Regions from separate parts of the Rattus norvegicus genome. Here region 2 is linked to region 1. Evidence: chromatin contacts called from public Hi-C data. All regions are on one chromosome and are shown on one strand. The core of a region is the stretch at or near the end of the contact, and the rest is flanking DNA. Distances in the headings are between cores, read along the strand shown. Region 1 has its middle 25 kb from the start of Trnad-auc. Region 2 has its middle 99 kb from the start of Trnad-auc.

Evidence for each region. Hi-C and Micro-C count contacts between places; a contact is called where the count stands out from the background.
Region 2: a Hi-C map of frontal cortex shows a contact between it and region 1, with 2.8 times the contacts expected there. The contact joins two enhancer-like sites. A contact is called at or near these places in 4 of 12 Hi-C or Micro-C datasets (frontal cortex, hepatocytes, mammary epithelial cells and 1 more).

What each region holds. Positions count from the first base shown.
Region 1 is chr4:60,777,942-60,780,789 of GRCr8, forward strand. No RefSeq gene overlaps it. Among named protein-coding and RNA genes, the nearest start is that of Trnad-auc, 25 kb to the left of the region's middle. Within about 2 kb of position 1,505, at least 85 of the 93 cell types and tissues checked have an H3K27ac peak or open chromatin away from gene starts, as enhancers often do.
Region 2 is chr4:60,852,528-60,855,375 of GRCr8, forward strand. No RefSeq gene overlaps it. Among named protein-coding and RNA genes, the nearest start is that of Trnad-auc, 99 kb to the left of the region's middle. Within about 2 kb of position 1,409, at least 35 of the 93 cell types and tissues checked have an H3K27ac peak or open chromatin away from gene starts, as enhancers often do.

The DNA.
Region 1 (2,848 bases), core at 255-2,754:
CAAGATTATTAGAATTATAACTGTTTAGGGAGAAACTTGACTTTAACGTGTTATTTGGTATGGCCTTAGGTTATCAGCAAGCACATTTTCCAAACAAGTACCGGAACCCCCACATCTCGCCGTTCCCACCAAGATCACATAAACGAGAAACAGACCAAGGAGGAAAAAGGGACATCGGTAAAAAGCAAAGCTTCTATATTCCAGAGTGTGTGTGCTTCCTCCAAAATTTTCACGACAGAACTTTTCAGACACTGCACCCAATGAGGGCAACTTTGTCCACATCCAAACTGTGACCCACCATGTCGTCCTTATTTATTGAGCATTGGTGGGACACAGGTGCTCCCTCTGGACGCGTATGTTAAACGACAACAAACATGAAGATATTCTGAGGAATCCATCCACCTGTTAACTTCAAATTGCTAGGAGCGCCCCCCCCTGCCCCCTTCCTCCACAGAAAACTTCTAGAACAGGTAGCCTGAAGGCATTATACCAAATGGTTCTCCCGTCCAAACAAAAGCCGGAACAACAGAAATCCACGTACAGAAACTCAGGCCCTCAGGCTAACGTTCACTGTTCCTAGGCTGTTCACTAAGGTGAAAGGTCCCTCAAGCAGTCCCAAGTAATGATTTCAAATATAAACTCTGGGACCTGCTCCCATGAGCACCAGTCAGGGAGTCCTCAAACATCTCCTCTGCCAGAACCTCCAGTGCTTCCATTCCTCCAAATGTAAAAACTGTTACTCCTCCAGGTTGTCGCCATGTTTGCGCAGTCATCCTGTCTGGCACCTAAAGGCCCCATTTAGTGATAGATCAACACGTTAACCATTGTGGCTATTTTTCACTCTTCGATGCGTAAGTACAGATGACTCAACAACTATCTAGCCTGTCAAGCTGGCTACCTATCAGTTTTTATTCCAACTGCGTCACAATCACTGGAGAAGAAGGAGGTGAAGAAAATGGCCCTCAGTCCAGACTCTTATTTGGATTTCAGTTCCCTAACTATGAGAGTGGGTATCGGGGTTAACTCTAAAGCTCTCGGGTTGATTACACGGTACAGCCTGGATGAAGAGCCAGATGGGTACTTCTGTGTTCAGGGATATAACACACCTGCGAGGTCCGCTGGATCCCTCTGTTGAGTCTCCGGCCCGGAGGAGGAGGGGTGGAGGGGACAGCCGACTGGCAGGGATGCTGTGACGACGATCCCAAATACTGCTCCTGGGGTGCAACTGCGACCAGCCCCACAAGACTGTACCTCTCGGTAGTTTTCGGACAAGACTGTTCAGGGTCTGCGACCCTCCCCCGCGTCCTGTTCGCCGGCGCCCAGCCCCTCTCGCGGCCGCGGCACGTGACTCGACACGCGCCAGCTGCACGCGGGCTCCATCAAAACAAAAACAGAGGAGGCGGGACGGGCGGGGGCGCGCGCGCGCTCTCGCCACCGCAGCCCGTCCGCCACGATCGCGCGCCTCCGCTCGGCCGGGGGCGGGAGGGCAGAGGGCACCACCCTGTTTACCCGGCCCTGAGCCGGAAACGGTCTCCGGGGAGCGGGCGCGTGAGTGCGCACCCACCCACCCGCGGCGCGGCCCTGCGTGGGCAGTGAGCAGGGGCCACGGCGGCTGCGTGTCACCCCCGTCACGACTCTTGCTACGCACTTCGCCCCCAGCCTTCAGCTCGCGAGCTGCTGCGGACCCCTCACGTGGCCGCCTCCTCCCTGACACGCCGTTCCGAGCGAGCCGTGGCTGCGGACCTAAGCGCTCCGAAGTCTTGTCCCCACCCCGCCTCGGACGTCACCCGCCTCGGACCACCCAACCCACACCTTCCGCCCCGGGCGCGCGCGGGAGGGGGTAGATGGCTCCAAGCTGTCAGAAGCCTACAGTGTGCCACATGACGAAGCTCGCCCTCGTCCTCGCCACTCACGCAGCAGCTTCGCTGCGAGCTGAAACAGACATATTTGGGGGGGGGCTGTCTTGATATTTCTCCACTGGTTTTAAAAGCACCCCCCTCCCCATACATAAGCGTTAGACTCGGTTCTGCCTACGCACTCTTTGCCTCCCCCACGGTCTCCTACCAAATCCAAGCGACTTACCAAATCCAAATGCCCACCCTACACACCTGCTAGGTGACCTGCCTTCTGGAACCCCGAAGCCCCACCCACCTCGCCTGTGGGTGCAACCTGTGTTGGGGGGGTGAGGCAACACGATCAGGTAGTGACAGAAAGAGGGGAGACAAGCACCCCTTTTTACCCACCCCCACCCTCACCCCTCATCTGGAACAAGAGGACTCATCCTTCTTCCCTCCGCCAAAATAATAGCTTAAGTCAAAGCTCCGGCTTCCCAGGGGCTGCCTCTCCCCCCCGCACCCCCCAAGAACCAAAACGTCGCGTCCCTCCCAACCGCTCGCCCCCAGCCCTTACTTCTCGTTGACGGCAGAGGTGGGGGGGCGTGGGAGCCATGCATGAGTTGCCTCTAGGTTCGGGATGTTGGTCTCCTCTGAGTGAAGAGGTGGGATCTCGAAATGGAAACAGTCCTCCCTCCCCCCCCACCCCCCCGCCGGTCCCTCCCCTCCTCCTCCTCCTCTTCGTCTGTTTACCTCAAGTTTGAATTTTATCTGCGCAACATTAGCTGGAATGCGGACATTGAAAAAAAAAAAAAAAAAAACACTCGCTCTCAACCCGGCAGCAGCTCCGGAGGAGCCATGTGGCATCAAGCCACCGCAAAGGGGAAAAAAAGTGCTCTTAGCAACACAAACATGGCGAAATAGCTCCGACATGCCCGTTTCACGCAGCAGCCCTACCTTCCTTCGCTCGCCCGCTGAGCATCCTGGCCAGCAGCCGCAGGCCCCTTGCGGGGGGC
Region 2 (2,848 bases), core at 159-2,658, 74 kb after region 1:
AATTCTTCATTGTTATCAAACTTGTTTTAATAAAAATATTATAAAGAACAAGGATGTCAAAAACCCTTCATTGCAGTCCTCTCCCTGGTACCATGAGACGGCAGAAAACAGAACTCATAGATTGCACCTGTTTCTTAAGAACGTCCTGAGTGGTGAAAGACAGAAACAAAACTTTCAGTCAGACAAAACCCACACGGCTTCGGTTTGGAAATACTCTTTCTGTTCCCGAAGCCACTCAGGGTCCTTCAGCGTCTTCTACAGGAAGCTGAAGCCCTGACACCAACTTCCATGGAGTTGCTGCTGTTAAGACTTCTGTAGGAACAGCATCCGTGGGTGGAAGGAACATGCCAGATCTCAGGGAACTATTAGATGCCTGTTGACTCAGGCGGCAGGACCAGCTGTGAATGGGAATGTATTTTTACGTAGCTACAGTGGAAAGAACAGGCCGGTTGATGTTATTGCCGAGGTGGGGACAGAACCTGCTGGGATATTTGTGGATGGTTTGGTTTATGGGGGATGGGAGATAGAGTTGTCTCGGGAGGTACAGCTGAAGATTCTAAACTCGAAATTAATGCTGGCCATAACGGCACATGCCTTTAATCCCAGCATTTGGGAAGTGGAGGGAGGAGAGCTAAGAGGCAAGGCCAGCCTGGCTATGAGAGAGAGAGAGAGAGAGAGAGAGAGAGAGAGAGAGAGAGAGAGAGAGAGAGAGAGAGAGAGAGAGAGAGAGATATTGATTACTTGGGCAGGTCACATAATTGAATGATATATCTACCAGGTAAAGTCCTTTCAAAATTAGACCCCAACAAAGATTTCTTTCATGTTTCTGCATCCCCCGCCCACCTTAGGAATGCCTTTAAAAAACACGAATCCTGCCAGCCAGCTGCCCCTGGAAAGAAGTCAAGTGGGATAACTTCCTGTTCAGGGGGAGGGAGCAGGGGGTGTCACCTCTGCTGCCCCTCCTCCCCTCTCAGCTCTTAGGCAGTGCAAAGATCTTCCTTCCTGCCTGCAGAGGAAGCCTGTGTGTTCTCTCAGACCTACCTTGGCATTCCTTGATGTCTTAGAGAAGCAGATGACCCCGGCTGAGCCAGACAGTCAGCAGTACAGCAGCTCTCAATGCTGCGTTTGGAAATTTCCATTCTTTGCTTGCAGCTCTGAAAAAAAAAATCTTAAGAGCCCAGTAGCTGGGAAATTTCCACAATGGAAAATTTTAACATATTCTTTAGCTCTAAACTATGCAGGTTTATAGACATTATTTTTTTTTCTTCCTGGTAATTTTCTCCCTTAACAACTATTTATGAACATGGTATCACTAGAGCTGTGGGAACAGGAGGGCAGGATGACCTAGGGGGTGGGCATAGCTTGCTTAGCCGGAGGCTGCACTGTATAACCATGTGACCACTCGGAGAACCTCATCCTGAGTCCCGCTGGGTGGGAACTCATCCAAAGTAGAGCTCATTTGCCCAGGAGCCCTGCGGGGAAATCTGTGTAGAACTTTCAAACGGAAAGTGCATGGAACCCGGAACCTGGGAACCTGACATGGTGAGTCATGTTGCCAGCAAAAGCAGCTTCAAGCAGAGGATCCCTTAGACCGCTGCTTCCTGAAGCTGAACTTAAGCTGTAGGCTCGGATGCGGTAGATTGAGGATGGGACCTAGACTGCATTGCCAACTGATTCTGATCATCCAGGTGATGCTGATGCTGCCCTTTCTGAGGACCACAGTGTGCGGCATAGCGAGACCTTCGTCAGCATGTAGCCAGTGCCCTGCTGGCTGAACACTGCCAGAGGGTGGCTGGAGGTGAGCTCAGGTTACAAAGTTGAGGTCTCAGAATGGAACTCAAAGTCCTCCGGAGAGACGTTCCATGGCAGTCTGGATAAAGAGGCCCTTTTAGAACGTAAGGGTGCACGGCATTGCCAGAAGGCTTAGCTTGGAGAATTCTAGAAATCAGGACCTTTCCAGAGAAACCCACATTTAGCTGGTGATGATTCCTAAGCTGAGCCTGCCTCCTGAATGGTTCTCCAGCACCGAGAAGTGTGGGTGAATGGCCAGTGAACCAGTCCCTAACACTGACTGTTAACCACCATCCTACCAAGAGAAGAGTCCCAAGAGGCAGCCACTGCCACTGGTGCTCACTACTATTGAAATTTGAAAGCAAGTTGGAGATTTCCTTCACAGCAATCTCACCCGAGGGACAGAGGAAAGGAGAGGGAGAGAGGCAGAGGGCAGAGGGACAGAGAAGAAGTAGGGGGGCGGGTAGCATTATTAGTCTAGGATACTACCACCTCGTAATCTGTAGTGTGTCCGCTCCATGCATTTTTTTTTAAAGCAACACTTGACCTAGTTTTCACTTTCTATTCAGTTGGGTTTAGGGTAGTTTTAGTCCATACACAGAGGACCATGTGGAAAGAAAGAAAGCCAAGGGAGATGACAGTCACGCAAATGTAGTAAATCACAAGACAGGCTTGATTACACGGAGTATTATATCTCTGCCCTGCTATGTTCGCACCCACATAATAGTTTAAAAATCTCTGTGACTTTCAGGGTTGCTTAGGGATTTGAACGTCTGCAGATTGGATGGGAACGTCTTCCCAGGATACTTCCACCCTCACACGGGGTATGATTCAGCACTTGAAAGGACATCCTGCTGGCTTTGTAGAGGGGAGCAGACTGGATTCCTTAGGGTGATGTTTGATGAGTCATTATTCACCTAAGAATTCTCTTAGGGCTTGCAGTCAATCAAGTAATTTGCTTGATCCATTTAAAGTCATATTTAATAATAATAACATTATTATTATTATTATTATTATTATTATTATTATTATTATTATTACTTAAAGGAGTGCTTTT